Regions from separate parts of the Mus musculus genome. Here region 1 is linked to region 2. A link is a contact called in public HiChIP or PLAC-seq data. All regions are on one chromosome and are shown on one strand. Each heading gives the region's core, a stretch centred on a gene start, on an enhancer-like site or on the middle of the called end of the contact. The rest is flanking DNA. Distances are from core to core; before and after follow the strand shown.

Region 1 (6,854 bases), core at 2,642-5,141, 1.0 Mb before region 2:
TCAGAGATGCTGTTCCTGGGTGGGTTCTGGGCTCACAGGGAAGAAGAGGAGGAGGAGGAGGAGGAGGCACATGCTTCCTCCTGAGGAGAAAAGAAGATTGGGAGGGAGTGAAGGGAAGTGGCCCGAGAGATCACAGGTTAGCAACATAATTTGCTACATGAAAGTTTAATGGAATATGTAAATGGAATTTGATTTCTTTTGCCCTTAAAATACAATCTGGAGAATATAGCAAATGAACATGTTCCTAGGATAAATGAGATAAAGGGTGAGAGATAAAGAAACAAGCAGCAAACACAGGCATAAACTCTCTGCTCACATGGCCTGGGCTCCTTGAGGCTTGTAGTACATCTTTTTGACAGCAGGTGGTAGTGTTTGTACCCTTTAGTATAGCATCTATCAGTGTAGGGTTGAATGAATGATATTTTAGCTGTCTTTCCCCAAAACTTTTAACATATATTTATTTAAAGGCATAGTCTCTTGTCTGATCACTGGTCACATTTCTAAGGCCTGTTTCAGAATTTACCCCTGCAGTCTGTGCCTGGATCCAGGATTTTGAAGCCCTGCCGCTAGGTGGCAGTGTGGTTTGCTGGAAACACCCTGTGTTCAGCCATTCTGCCCTTCCTGCAATGTGCCTATTGGCAGCTACTCGCTCGCTCTTAATGCCCCGTTTTCTTCATCTTTCAGAAGGAGCTAACAATAGCTTCTTTAGAGGTGGTTAGTGTAGACTGAATACGAAAATCTATGTGAAGTGATGCTCTCTTCATTACTAACTCTGACTACACTGAATGCTAAATAGGAACAGTGACCCCTCTGAAACCAAACAGAAGCTGTAAATTAACACAGTGCTGTTTTAGAGCATATGACATGTTTGTAGCACAAGCAATACATTGTACCTGCTAGGTGCTACCAGGAAGCTAAAGACAGGGGAGGCCCACCCTATTTTTGAGGGTTCCACTAGTTCACACTGTCAGCATGTTGCACTTGAGTGTTGCCAGGAACCCATTAGCTTCAGTTCAACTGGTGCCTGTTACACACTCATTTGGATTCCATTTACTATTGCAGGTGGTATAAAGATGAAGGAGGGTCTGAGGAAGTGGTTCTGGGGGTGAAGTACCTGCCAGGCAAGCACAAGGACCTAGATCAGATCTTGGGGCCCTGTGTAAAAGCCAGACATGGCCACACACATCTGTAATCCTAGGGTATATAGACAGGTAGATACCTGGACCTTGCTGGCTGATCAGCATAGCTAACTGGTATGAGTGCTGGGTTCAGTGGGAGACTATGTGTCTTAAAGATAAGGTCATAAGTAGTGACGGAAGACTCCTAACATTGTATTTTTGTGACCATATGCATACAACTCCTGCACATACACACACATACATACACTACACAGGCATGCACACATATTATATACACATGTATGTGCACACCCAGAGGCATGGACATATATTATACACACATGCATACATGTGTACTCACAGAGGCATGCATATGTATTATACACATGCATGTGCACACACAGAGGCATGCATACACACATATATTATATAGACATATGAATGCATATGTATACAGACACAGTGAAGAAGGGACAGTTCCTGCTCTCATTGAGTGTAAAGTCCATAAAGAAGTAGAAAGAAATCAAGAGCCAGGGGAGGTTAGATCACACCCATTCCCAAATAAGCTCCTACTCTGAGACTTGGTGGGGTAGGTAAAGGTTGGTGTAGAAATAGATGGGTGGAGAGTATGGTAGAAATGAGCAAGAATGCTTAGAAGCAAGTTAAGTGCTTCAATACATAGCTGGGTCTCATCACTTGTGAATGGTGATGCCCTTGGACCATGTCACCCCAGAGCCTTTGTTTCTTCTTCATCTGTAGTATGGGGATAATTCTGACTTCCCTGGTTATTCTAGAACACTGATCTCATGTGCTATGATGACGCAAAGGCGTTGTTGAGTGTGAAGTGCTTTACTCAATTTTAAAAAAGGTTATTCGGCAAGAAAGAGATTTTTGGTCTAGATCCTCACACCTGTTGTTTACATATGAGATATGAAGGTATTTCTTCCCTCTCTGGTGGTATCTGAGAAGTCACAAGGAAGGACAGACCCACGTGCCTACCTTCACACGTGGGAGGGGTGCCTGTCCAGTGTCCAGATGGAGAACAATCCAGTCTTTCCGGTCCAGATAGATAAAATCCTTCATCGCACATGAACTGGCATGTGGATTTGTAGGTGGAATTCCCAAGAGGCTGAACGCAGGTCATGGATCCATTCTCAGGACTGAGCATAGGGGCACAGGACACAGCTGTAGTGAGGAGGACAGAGGGAGAGGGGCTTATGTTAGAGCTTGGCATTTTCAAACCCCCCCCACTCCCGGCCCCTGTGTGACTGCTCTCTGTCTTTCTCTACATTTAGCTAAAGGTGGTCATTTTCTGGCTTTTTATCTTTAAGGCATCAGGGAGCAGGGAGGTGGGTGACAGCTATGGCTTACCACTGACTGTCATTCTGAGATCTCACCCACTCAGGGTTTCAGAAGTGATTGTAAAAGGGACTTGGCACCCTTTAGAGAGATAGTGGCATGCTTCACGTTGAATGCCCTAGACCTCAGGGAAAGTCGCCCCCTTGATGTCTTCTTGAGAAACAAACCGGATGATGTTTCCAGCAAACAATGCCAAGAACTTAGAGGTGAAAGTGGGGGTGATTTCTTTCTCTTTCCCAGCCAGTGGTGAGAGAATCTGGGTCTACGTCTTAGCTTATACTATGCACGGTGACCCCTTTGCAGCCGTGGATGCTTTATTTTCAATGAAAATCTGTGACTCTTGCCTCACAGTACTTTTTATTTATATAGCAAGTCACACTTAGGCCACACTCAAAGATTAAATGTAAAAGGGAATAAAGTGGATACATATTTCATTGGTTGTCTGTAAATGACAATTTTCACCACTTCCCAGAAGTCTCAACCTGCAGGACCAGGCATAAATGACCCGCCAAGATAATGAAATCAGGTCTCCCAGTTATTTGGCAGCATATATAAACACAAGTCTGAGGTGCTTGGAGACTGGCTTGGATTGGGACTGACACTTTATGACTTTGGACAAGCCACTTAACCTCTCTGAATCTTGATATCTTAACGACTTAGTCAGATCGAGAGCGAACAGATTCTCGGTGCCAATGTCAGTAGCTGTCAAGGTGGACCTCTCTCGAGGGAGCTCGTGGTACCTTCCTGCCTTAACCACATGTGGGTATGTCACTTGACGCAATGAAGCCCAGATGAATCATGCTGACACTCGGAAGGGAAGGGCTAAGTGTAAACACGGTCTCGGGGACTTCTGCTCCTTGTCTTGGTTATGCAGTATATGGCTTTAAATCAGAGGAAATGGGGCAGCAGTCCTTGTTGTTTCCAGGTACTGTCTGCACCTTTCTTGTCCCTTCATTCCATACCGTCCCTGGCAGTACACCTCTCACTCTAATCAACTTATACAGAGACTGAGATACAGTCTGCCACTTGCAAAGTCTTCCTGTGTTCAGTGTGTGTGTGTGTGTGTGTGTGTGTGTAGAGAGAGAGACAGAGAGAGAGAGAGAGAGAGAGAGAGAGAGAGAGAGAGAGAGAGAGAGAGAAGGCTGTAAGCCAGAAATGCAGAGGGGAAAAGGGTGTGGGTCCTTGCTTTGGTGAAGTCATGGCAGAGTCATTTCCAGCTCTCCAGTGACTTTGCAAGGATGAGTGTAGAGGGCTGTGGGGACGGTGACAAGGAAAATGATCTGATAACGCTCTCTCCCTCGGAAGTGTCACAATAGCTTGTGGATTTCAGGCCTCGTGGTACCTTCCTGCCTCAACCGCATGTGGGTATTTCACTTGATGCACACCCAGTAAGAAGAGGAGAAAGTTCCCTCAGAGTAAACAAAGGGCTAAAAGCAGAAGGGAACTGGAAGGTCACAGGAAGCTGTGGTGAGTGGCAGGCCCTGGCAGTGAACACCCACAGGCAGGACTGTGGAGCAATGAGTAGCTTTCCTGGAAGGGTCTGATCCTCCTGATAATCCTGCTGAGGATTTTGGAGCTCTTCCTCAAAGCTGTATAGACTTCAGTGTCGTGAGGATAAGAGCAAGGGACAAGCCCAGAGCCTCACTCTGTTCTATCCAGACCCAGTTCCTCAATCCCAACCCCAACTCCAGAACTTGACTTAGGTTCTGATGCCTTGAACGAAGGATATCGTATTATGCTGTTAATTAATTAATTAGTTATTCATACATGAATTGTTTGCTTTATAATGGTGTGTGTGTGTGTGTGTGTGTGTGTGTGTGTGTGTGTGAGAACACTTGTGGGACCTGAATAGCAAGTGGTTTCTTTTTCATGAAAAACGTGCTTGCTTTTACTCATATATTTGAAAGCCCATACTAAGTTAAGTGATACAGAAATATTTCACATTGCACATATTAAGTATATTGTTAAAATCAAATATACACAATAAAATACTATTACAAAAATTGCATGAGAGCATATCAGAAGCACTTAGAAATATTTCCTTTGGATGGTTGATATTTACGAGACTATTTTAATGTCTCTATTTTCCTATATATCTGTAGATTTTACAAATATAAATCTTGTTTTGTTAAAAGTGTTTGTCATAAATTTGGCTAAAGTTTTGGGTACATTGAAAGAGAAAGAAATGGGAAAATATGAAAATCACACACTATAAAGTCAGGTGACTAGAACAGCTCTGCTTCACACAGGATGTTATGGTGCTCACAGGACATGCTGGCTTCTTAACACCGAGTCTAACACAGATAGATATAAATTGTCCTAATGAGGCTATGCTTTGCTTTCTTCCGAGAATGCTTTAATCTCCAGTTCATGGCACGGATTCTCCCCAGTGCTCCACACTATAGCCTAACTATGTTTCTCCAGTGTTAAACAGAGAATGCTTACTTCTAGATTCTGTAATTCTGCCTTTCTCATTCCTCCCGGACATGCCATGACCCCTACCAAGAAAGTGTCAGATCAGTCTTGGAGCCAACACTCAGAGTTAAGTTTTCTTTCCCGTCCTCTTTCTGGACCCCGTGCTTAGTGAGTACCACTGTGATAGGAGCCTGCCAGTCCTGATGTAGATTCTGATAAAGACACCGCAAAGGTCACCACATTGTTATCATTGCTAAATATCCTGACACTCATGATGTTTGCTTAGTCTCTGACGACATTTGTATCTGGAATCCTTGGGGGTAGAGGATGAAGGAGTTAGGGACAGACAGCACTCGCTAATTTCTCAAGGTACACCTTATCCAGTTACCACCTCAGATATAGCCTTTAAGAATATTGCCTTCAACTTACTGCTAAGAAAAATGGGGGGAAATCCATCCTTACCTTGACATTCGGGAGGAGCCCCATTCCAGTGTCCAGTAGCCAGGCATCTTATCACACTTGCTCCCACCAAGAGCGAGCCTTCATCACAGGAAAAGCTGCAGACTGACTGGTACGTCAAGGTACCGAAGGGATCCGAGCAGTTCACCTGGGCTTTACTGGGAACCGGAAACTCTGGACATTGCAACGCTAATGGGTAAGGAAGGCAGGGAGTTAGGAAACAGTCATTGAGAAGTGTTGTTGACCTTGACCTCAGCCCTGTTTGTGTCTAGTTCAGTGTCCTTTGCATTTGTATCTTCATGCAGTCTTTACCAGCCCTCATCTCTAGAACTCTTCGTGGGCTCAGGCTGAACTCCACTCTCATTAACAGTAATTCCTCTATCCCTCTCCTCTACCATTTGACTCTCTGTCTCTGATTTTATTGCTTTAAACAACCTATATAGGTAGGATCCTAGATTACTTGGTTTTTGGATGACTCGGTTCAATGATCATCATCATTAAAGATTTACAAGTTGGGCTTGTTTAACTTGGAAGTCCACTAGGTTGACATTTAATGTCAATGATTCTTGATGGATTTTACAAGGAAAGATGTTTGGACCAGTGTTGGCTGAGCCAGAGGAGGCAGTTTGGTAATGTGAACCAACAAAGCTTAAGCTATCATACCTTGGACTCAAGAATCTCCAAAATGCATAAAATCGAAATGCATAACAAAAATCATCCTAGAGATTTTTTTTGTCAAGACATTGTAAGAGCAAAACATTATGGAATCATGAAAGGAATATTCCTGGTTCTTAAATTTTGTGTTTTACTTGAAAAAGATTTTGGAGGCGTATCTCTATATAATGTTCAATGGAAAAGCAGAATAATAATTATGGTCCTGATCAAACAGTGATTCTTTTTTGTAAAACAATGTTAGCATACATAGTGATGGGTTTAATTATGATATTTTATACATATATACATACATACATACATACATACATGCACATATATACACACACCCACATATGATTGTACCTTACCCATTTTCATTCTCATTGTCCTAGCTGGTCCTTCTTACTATACTACAACCTTTAAATATATAAGATAGTTCTACATGGAGAAAACACATTTATTTCATATTTTTTCACCTCTAAAATGTGAATAATAGCTTTCACTCCCTCTTGACATCAAACTGTCTGGGATTACAGAAACTGCTCAATAAACCCTGGCTACCAGCCCAGAAGCATCCACAGAAACACTGGCAGACACCAGAGCTAGCTTCAAGGATGAGCAGCAGCTGTAGCCCTTGACTATTGGTGTAGCAACACTAGCAAGGACTATAAAAGGAGTTATTGAGGCTTCGATTCCAGATGTTTAAGAAAATATCTAAGTATCTCTTCTGGATCATGTGATATTTACTTATCTGAAGACAAAGTGGCTGGGGCAATCCCTTGAGATCCTTTTAAAGAATGTCTCATGGCTTAGTATGCCTGTCTCCTAGACAACATACACTAGCACATT
Region 2 (7,128 bases), core at 3,739-6,238:
CTCCAAGACTTCAAATTCTAATGGAAGAGTAAAGGGATTATTGGGGGGGGGGGGAAGCTGTGTGTGTGTGGCGGTGGGGGGGGGATGTTAAAGGCTTGCTTAGAAATGAATGGGAAGTTACATATTTTACTAGAACTGCCAATAAGAACTCAGCTATTGCCCGACTCGCCCGACTCGGAAAAGCTCAGTCTTCCTGTCTCCATGGATGACAGCTTTCTCTTAGCTGGCATGCTGTGATGGCTAGCTGTGTTATCTGAAAGGAGGAGCTGAGTTTTTTAATGCCTTTTCTTGGGAAGTATTTGTGGTCGTTAATTTGTAAATATATACCTAGATGCCTATGTTGGACATAGGCGAATGCAATTTTTCCTTCCTTCCTTCCTTCCTACCTTCCTTCCTTCCTTCCTTCCTTCCTTCCTCCTTCCCTCCCTCCCTCCCTCCCTCCCTCCCTCTCTCTCTCTCTCTCTCTCTCTCTCTCTCTCTCTCTCTCTCTCTCTTTCTTTTTACTTAGAAAATGCATATATACAGTAACACACACACACACAGTAGCATAAAATTGATGCCTTATGGAGAATTAAAGAGGTGAGGAATCTACTGGTTCCTGGGTTCCTAATGGACAGTTTTTGAGACTAAGAGATCATATTCCTTCTTACATAATCAAGACTCATGTTGAAGAATGAGTTCTGGATTGTAAAGAGAACTTACTTTTTCCCACGTGTCTGTAAGTCTTTGTCCACAAGTTAAAAATATACACAGTGCTAAGGGATGATCGTAACTGAAACACTTCAAGGACTATTAGCAGAGCATGTATAACGGGGATGGGGAAGTTAGCTTTAAAAGAGATTGCTCAGTCAGTGGCATTAGGAAAATAATGACAGTTAGTTAAAAACTGTAGAACAACTGGTGTTACTCCGTAGCTACAGTGCTGTGGGAAACTGTAGTAAGACAGCTCTACTCAAGTCAATTTGTTCAAAAGACTGGGGTGTGAAGATGAGTCCCACCAGTCTCTGAACTACCTTAGTTGCTACTTAATCTCTGAACCTTAGTTGCTACTTTACAGTACTGTTAACGGATCCATTGGCATTGGATGGGAAGCAGGAGGGCCAAATAAAATATCAAGACAATCAAAAAAAAGATCATGTCTCAGGGTGGCACTTGGACCCTCAAAGCTGCTCAACAATTTTCAGTTTCTCATGTCAGGCAAAGCCCAAGGGAAGGAACTGCATTCCTGGCAGGATGGACCTAAAATCAGCCTGTAGTTATGTATTTTCCACCAAGCTATAAACACCAGTTTTGGTTTTAATAAGGTTAATGGACCATTTTTGGAAAGGGGGAAGGAATATGTTTGGTTTGTTTGTAGAGGGTGCAAGGAAATTTGGTGCGCATTTCTGAGGAAAGCCTGAGTCCACAGTGTAGATGAAGAGATGCCAGAGATGCAGGGATGTTGGTGAGGTGGGCGCTGTCCTGTTCATGTAGCAGCTAAGTTGGTTTTAAAGTTCTGAGGATAGTTGAACCAAGCCTAAGTTTTTTCACTTTAACAAAATAATTTTCATCTTTTCAATACATTGGCCAGATTATTATTTTGGCATAAGATTATGAAGAGTTTTCCTGACAATCAGTCACTTAACAGATGTTGATTGCACATTAGTTTTGTCAGGACACCCTTATAAAAAAAGGGAAATGCACTCACGTCATCCAAAAGGACATTGTGGTTACAGTTAGGAAGGAAACCCTTAGAATGAAATTAGTTATCTAGGTGCAAGTTGTTTATATTACAGACAGAAAAAAATAGCTCCTGAGATCTGGGATTTTATAGGGGAGGGAATCTTTAGTAAGAGCATGCATAAATAGAGGAAAAGTTAAGAGTTTTATCAGGTTGAGTAACAAATGCAACCAGTAAGAAAAATATTGTCAAGCAAAATGAAGCACAATGCAGCAGCATAGAAGATAAGCAGATAACCAGCAAGTATTGTAAGGCGTTCAGAAAAGGAAAGCCATCGTGTAGTGGCATCAGGGGAGAATGGAAAGGAAAGTCTTGAACAGTCCAGTAAGACTTTGCCTATGAGTAAACTCTTGATACAGGGAGACATTTGCTTTAAACAGTCTTCACATAACTAAGCCATTCAGTACTTTCTGAAACTGACTTAGTAACAGGAGTCATTGTAAGCTCCATAGAAGGCAAGACGTATTCCAGATCTTGTCTTGACCAGCAGCACTCTGGAGGTCCAGTGTCTGCTACCCTCCTTGGATCTGATGGTATGGTTAACAGCTCCCCATGGGCCTGCTTACCGTTAGTATTCACCTCAGGGCTGGGAAATTTACTTTGAAAGACCTTCAGACTTAGAAAGTAAAACTAATGGCAAGGAGGATAAAACACTGTGTGCTGTATTGTGGATGTAAATAAAAAATATCATTGGTAGAAATTTTACTTTGGTTGAAAAGAATTCTGGTAACAGTTGGGTGTCCTTAGGAAAGGAACAACATTTGACCAAAACATTTAAGTTGAAGATAAATACTTTAATATTTCACTCTTAGTTAGTTGTATGAAAACTAAAATTATCATAGATGAGATGTTGAGAATCTATATAGATTATTCAAGTTTTATTTCCCTATAGACTGACTCAAATATTCCTACCACCTTAAGGATTATATATGATGCTCCTACCACATAAATTATAATGTCTAATGTTTTGAAAACTGATTATATGTATTTTAAGTCCCCATAAAGTATTTCTGTGTTTATCATTGTGAATTATATGTAATTCTAATAGAAAAAAATGAAAAGAAGAAAAGGAAAAACAACTATAGATTGGGAGAAAATAATATATAGACATATACATATACTATATATACATATTTATTATGTATGTTGTATGTGTTATATATTTATAATATTTTATATATTATATATGCAGGTAGTATATTTTATATTAACAAATACAGAAACAAATTGAAAATTTTTCATAACTAATGCCATACTAATGGCCATTTTGCATATGAGAAAGTATATTATATCATTGTTGCTAAATAAAAGCACATTCGAAGCACTATGAGAAACTAATTTACATACACTAGAATGGTTGAAACCTAGAAACTGACAACATCAGTCATCCATGAGAATACACAACAATATAATTTCTCATAAATTTCCAGCAGGAATATTGTATGGTAAAATCACTTTGGAAACTGTCTTTCTCAAAGTCAAACATTCAGCCACTTTTGGTCTAGCAATTCAGTACTTAGGTGTTTACTGGAGATATAAAGAATGTTCAAGACAGCTTTGCTTGTAACAGTTACAAACCTAAATACTGGCCCCAAATGCACATCAACAGAGGAGTGAGCACCCTGGGGAACATCTATCTATACAATGAGACACTGTAAGCAACAGCATCTGAAACATTCAAGGCATTCAAGAAGCCAGATAGAAAAGAGTTCACAGCATGTAATTCCATTTCCTGGGGTTCAGTTTTCATCCCAATACTGTAACAGTTAAAACATCTTATGCTAGCAAGATTTTGCTGAAAGAACCCTCGTCTAGCTGTCTCATGGGAGACTATGCCAGTGCCTGGCAAATACAGAAGTGGATGCTCACAGTCATCTATTGGATGGAATACAGGGCCGCCAATAGAGGAGCTAGAGAAAGTACCCAAGGAGTTGAAGGGGTCTGCAACCCTATAGGATGAACAACAATATGAACTAACCAGTACCTCCGGAGCTCGTGTCTCTAGCTGCATATGTAGCAGAAGATGGCCTAGCCGGCCATCATTGGGAAGAGAGCCCCTTGGTCTTACAAACTTTATATGTCCCAGTACAGGGCAACACCAGGGCCAAGAAGTAGGAGTGGGTGGGTAGGGGAGCAGGGCGGGGGGAGGGTATAGGGGACTTTCAGGATAGCATTTTAAATGTAAATGAAGAAAATATCTAATAAAAATTGAAAAAAATTCTAATCTATGTGGAAACTAATTGGGACAATGTTTCCCCAGGTGCACCAATGAGTAAGCAACGTTGACTGGCTGATGGGGAGATATCCTTGGGGTGAGTAACATGTTCTATGTATGAATCAGAAAGAACATGTTTTACATAGGCATAGTGTAGGTAATTGAATATAAAATTAAACATCATTTACTTAAACTTTTGTGACCATATTTACTTAATTAGAAGTACACATTCAATACCAATGTCAGGCATTGTTTTTACACCCTAGAAATGTAACAATGGGTTTCCCACAAAGAACAGTCAAAAATCATCTTAAAATAAGAGAATCTGCCAAGGGCTAAAAATTAAATGGGGAGAGGAGAGAGATGTCTGGCCAGCCAGAGGAAAGCTTGGCCACATTAAGGGAACTGTTGGAGGTGAGAATTAGACTTCTACTTATTATTTCTTAGATTGTACCCTCTTGATTTTCTTTTAAAATCCTTATGTATTATCCTCAATAATGCAATATAAATATGTTGACACACACTCCCAACCATATGGGTTCTATCTAAAAGCTAAGAATGTTGCCGAACTATATGGACTCAGCAAAGTCATGGTTAAATAGCTAAGAAAGTTTTCATATTCTACATTTCTATACCTTACATTGTCAACTTTGGCTTCTCACCTAGCACAGAAGGCTAGGAAGAGAGCATGGCAGTCACTGAGACTTTGGCACATAAACTTTCCACTGTCTCCATAAGCACGTCAATGATGGCCCAGTACCATTTGCTAACCACAACCTGCTTTGATGAGGGATAGTGATCGTAGAGTAGAAAAAGCAGCCATTCTCTAGCTAGTTCTTGCAAGGCGGCTGCAGTTTTGCTAACTGTTTACCCTTTGTGTTTCATGAGCAACTAATGCTGGCTGCCTGAGGGTCTGGACACAGATTTTTCTGAAGAAACAAAAGCCCATGACAAACGTCTCAGAAATTTCTGTTATGTGCTTTCCCCGAGAACCATGATGCATGAATGACGTATGGATTAAGTAAACATGACTAATGATACACAGATGATAATGTATAACAGACCCACAGCGTTTGTGTAAGTGTGTGCTTACCCTCTCTCCACCACACTGGCAGCTCAGGGATAGCAGGCTGTTCCACTTTACTGGGGACCCACATAGCTGCTGATCAGCAGAACACCTTGCACACAGCGAGGTCTCAGTACACATTCTTGAATATATGAATAAACAATTGCATCCAAGTCAGAGCAGATGCGTAAAGGCTTAATATGGGAACCGAGCTAACCGCATTTCATGTGTTAAGGTAGCTAATGAGTTGCTGAAAGAGTGACATGTAAATTCCAGTGTTTCAGCATGCTCTCCACTCTCTTGTCACTCTCCAAATTAAATACATGCATCTACTGTTGCTAATTTAGACTGTGCCTTACTTCAGAAAGCAAAGGTAAGACACATTTGTCAGCCTCATAATTAACACAGGCAGAAAGATGTGTCAGCTTTATCTGGAACTAAATAGTTGGCAGAGGGCAATTATTGAATCAGAATTGTAGCTAGGTGGATGGGAAAGCAAAAATAGAGTTAGAAATCACCACCTTACAAACTCTAATAAGCTAATGGCGGTAATCAACAGCTATCAACATGCATTAAAGCATGAGATGCAAAACTCATGAAGAACCTTGTAGTAGGTGGCTCAGAATGGCAGTACTTTGTATGGTGTGGTGTGGTGTGTGTGTGTGTGTGTGTGTGTGTGTGTGTGTGTGTGTGTGTGTGTGTGTGTGCGTGTGTGTGTGTTTTGAGACAGGGTTTCTCCATGTATCCCTAGCTGTCCTGGAACTTGCTCTGTAGATCAGGCTGACCTCAAACACACAGAGATCTACCTGCCTCTCTGAGTGCTGAGGTTAAAAGCATGCATCACTGCCACCTGGCAGAATAGCAATCCTTAAGTGAATGTTTTATCATACAGTGATATTACTAGGCATTTAGTGACTGCCATTTAATCATGACATAATCTAAAACCAAACATCTGAAATCCTAATATATAAACACACGTGAGGTCCAGTGCAGCTGGAGATAGTCACTCACAATGTCACCGGAAAGGGTAGAGTTCCCCACATGTGACCTCACTCTAGAGAACAACCAAAGAGAGACAGTCAGGGTAGGGGTTGCTGGGGTCCAAAATGTGAAGTTTCTTTGTTCTCAGGATTTGTCAATTTCTTGGTCCCTCAGTGTGCTCACCCTAGCATCACTATTCAGAATTTTCATTCCAGAGGTATGGCTTATGGAGTCATTCCTCTTGTGGTCAGATATTATCCTTATCCTTCCTTACATTCCCACAAAGCTAGCTGATACCAGCTGGCTCATAGTTTCCATCTCTGACCACAGGCTCAGTCTTTCTTGGATGCCCAGGACTCATTTGGCAGCTGACACTGGGAATATATCACTAGGTACCTTACTTGGATTTCAGCCGCCCACCACGAAGAAGAGCAAATACATTTTTATAAGTTGGGAATTTCCAAGAGTTTCAGATGTGCCTTTTCAGAAAACAAGGCAGAAGTCTACCCATTTAAAATGATTATTATATTACCATCAAGTGATATAATCACAGGTTAGCTGAATTTTGTAGGGGTATGACAATTCACGAAAGAAACAGAGCTCACAGAACTGGAGACTGGGTGATCATGTTTGTAACGGTACTAATCACACAGCGAGGCTGTGCAATCAAGTACGATCAAGGGAAAAGAAGATAAAAAAATAGAATATATAGAAAGTGTGTAGTACAATTCATCCATAAAGAAGAATGGAATTATGTCATTTGAAGGGAATAGATGGGACTGGAGATTGTCATGTTATGGGAAGCAAGCCAGATTTTAGAAAGGTATCTTATTTTTTTCCTCATGTGTAGAGTTTGGAGCAAAAATAACAAGAAAATAGAGATAACGTATTAGAAGATGGAGGTGCTCATCCATGAGAGTAAGGATGGGCAACGTAGAGACAGCAGTCATCTAAGTATATGTGTATATGAATTTGTCACCACAAAACCAATATTCTTTGTAATTCGTCTTCACTAAGTAAGCATTCCCCATAAATGGTAAGTGTGTTAATGTCTAAACTATGCTCACCATTTGATCTGCCCATTTATTACATGAAGACTAGTGGATTTCATTTAAAATCTCATTGTCTGCTACATTGCACTGGAGG

What was found. HiChIP or PLAC-seq counts read pairs in DNA pulled down with a chosen protein or histone mark.
Region 1: a FOXA1 HiChIP or PLAC-seq map of pancreatic cancer cells shows a contact between it and region 2. The contact joins two enhancer-like sites. A contact is called at or near these places in 4 of 39 promoter capture datasets (3T3-L1-derived adipocytes, frontonasal cranial neural crest, liver and 1 more), 1 of 484 Hi-C or Micro-C datasets (embryonic stem cells) and 1 of 115 datasets of contacts at active chromatin or transcription factors (pancreatic cancer cells).

Annotation. Positions count from the first base shown.
Region 1 is chr1:164,132,553-164,139,406 of GRCm38.p6, reverse strand. Selp (selectin, platelet) reads right to left here. Exons shown (of 16, transcript NM_011347.2): 8 at 5,355-5,540; 9 at 2,118-2,303. Among named protein-coding and RNA genes, the nearest start is that of F5, 16 kb to the left of the region's middle. Within about 2 kb of position 3,891, at least 142 of the 459 cell types and tissues checked have an H3K27ac peak or open chromatin away from gene starts, as enhancers often do. A contact at or near this core is called in pancreatic cancer cells, where this site is marked.
Region 2 is chr1:163,111,856-163,118,983 of GRCm38.p6, reverse strand. It overlaps Gm22434 (a small nucleolar RNA gene), which reads right to left and starts at 757; the gene lies at 636-757. Within about 2 kb of position 4,988, at least 31 of the 459 cell types and tissues checked have an H3K27ac peak or open chromatin away from gene starts, as enhancers often do. A contact at or near this core is called in pancreatic cancer cells, where this site is marked.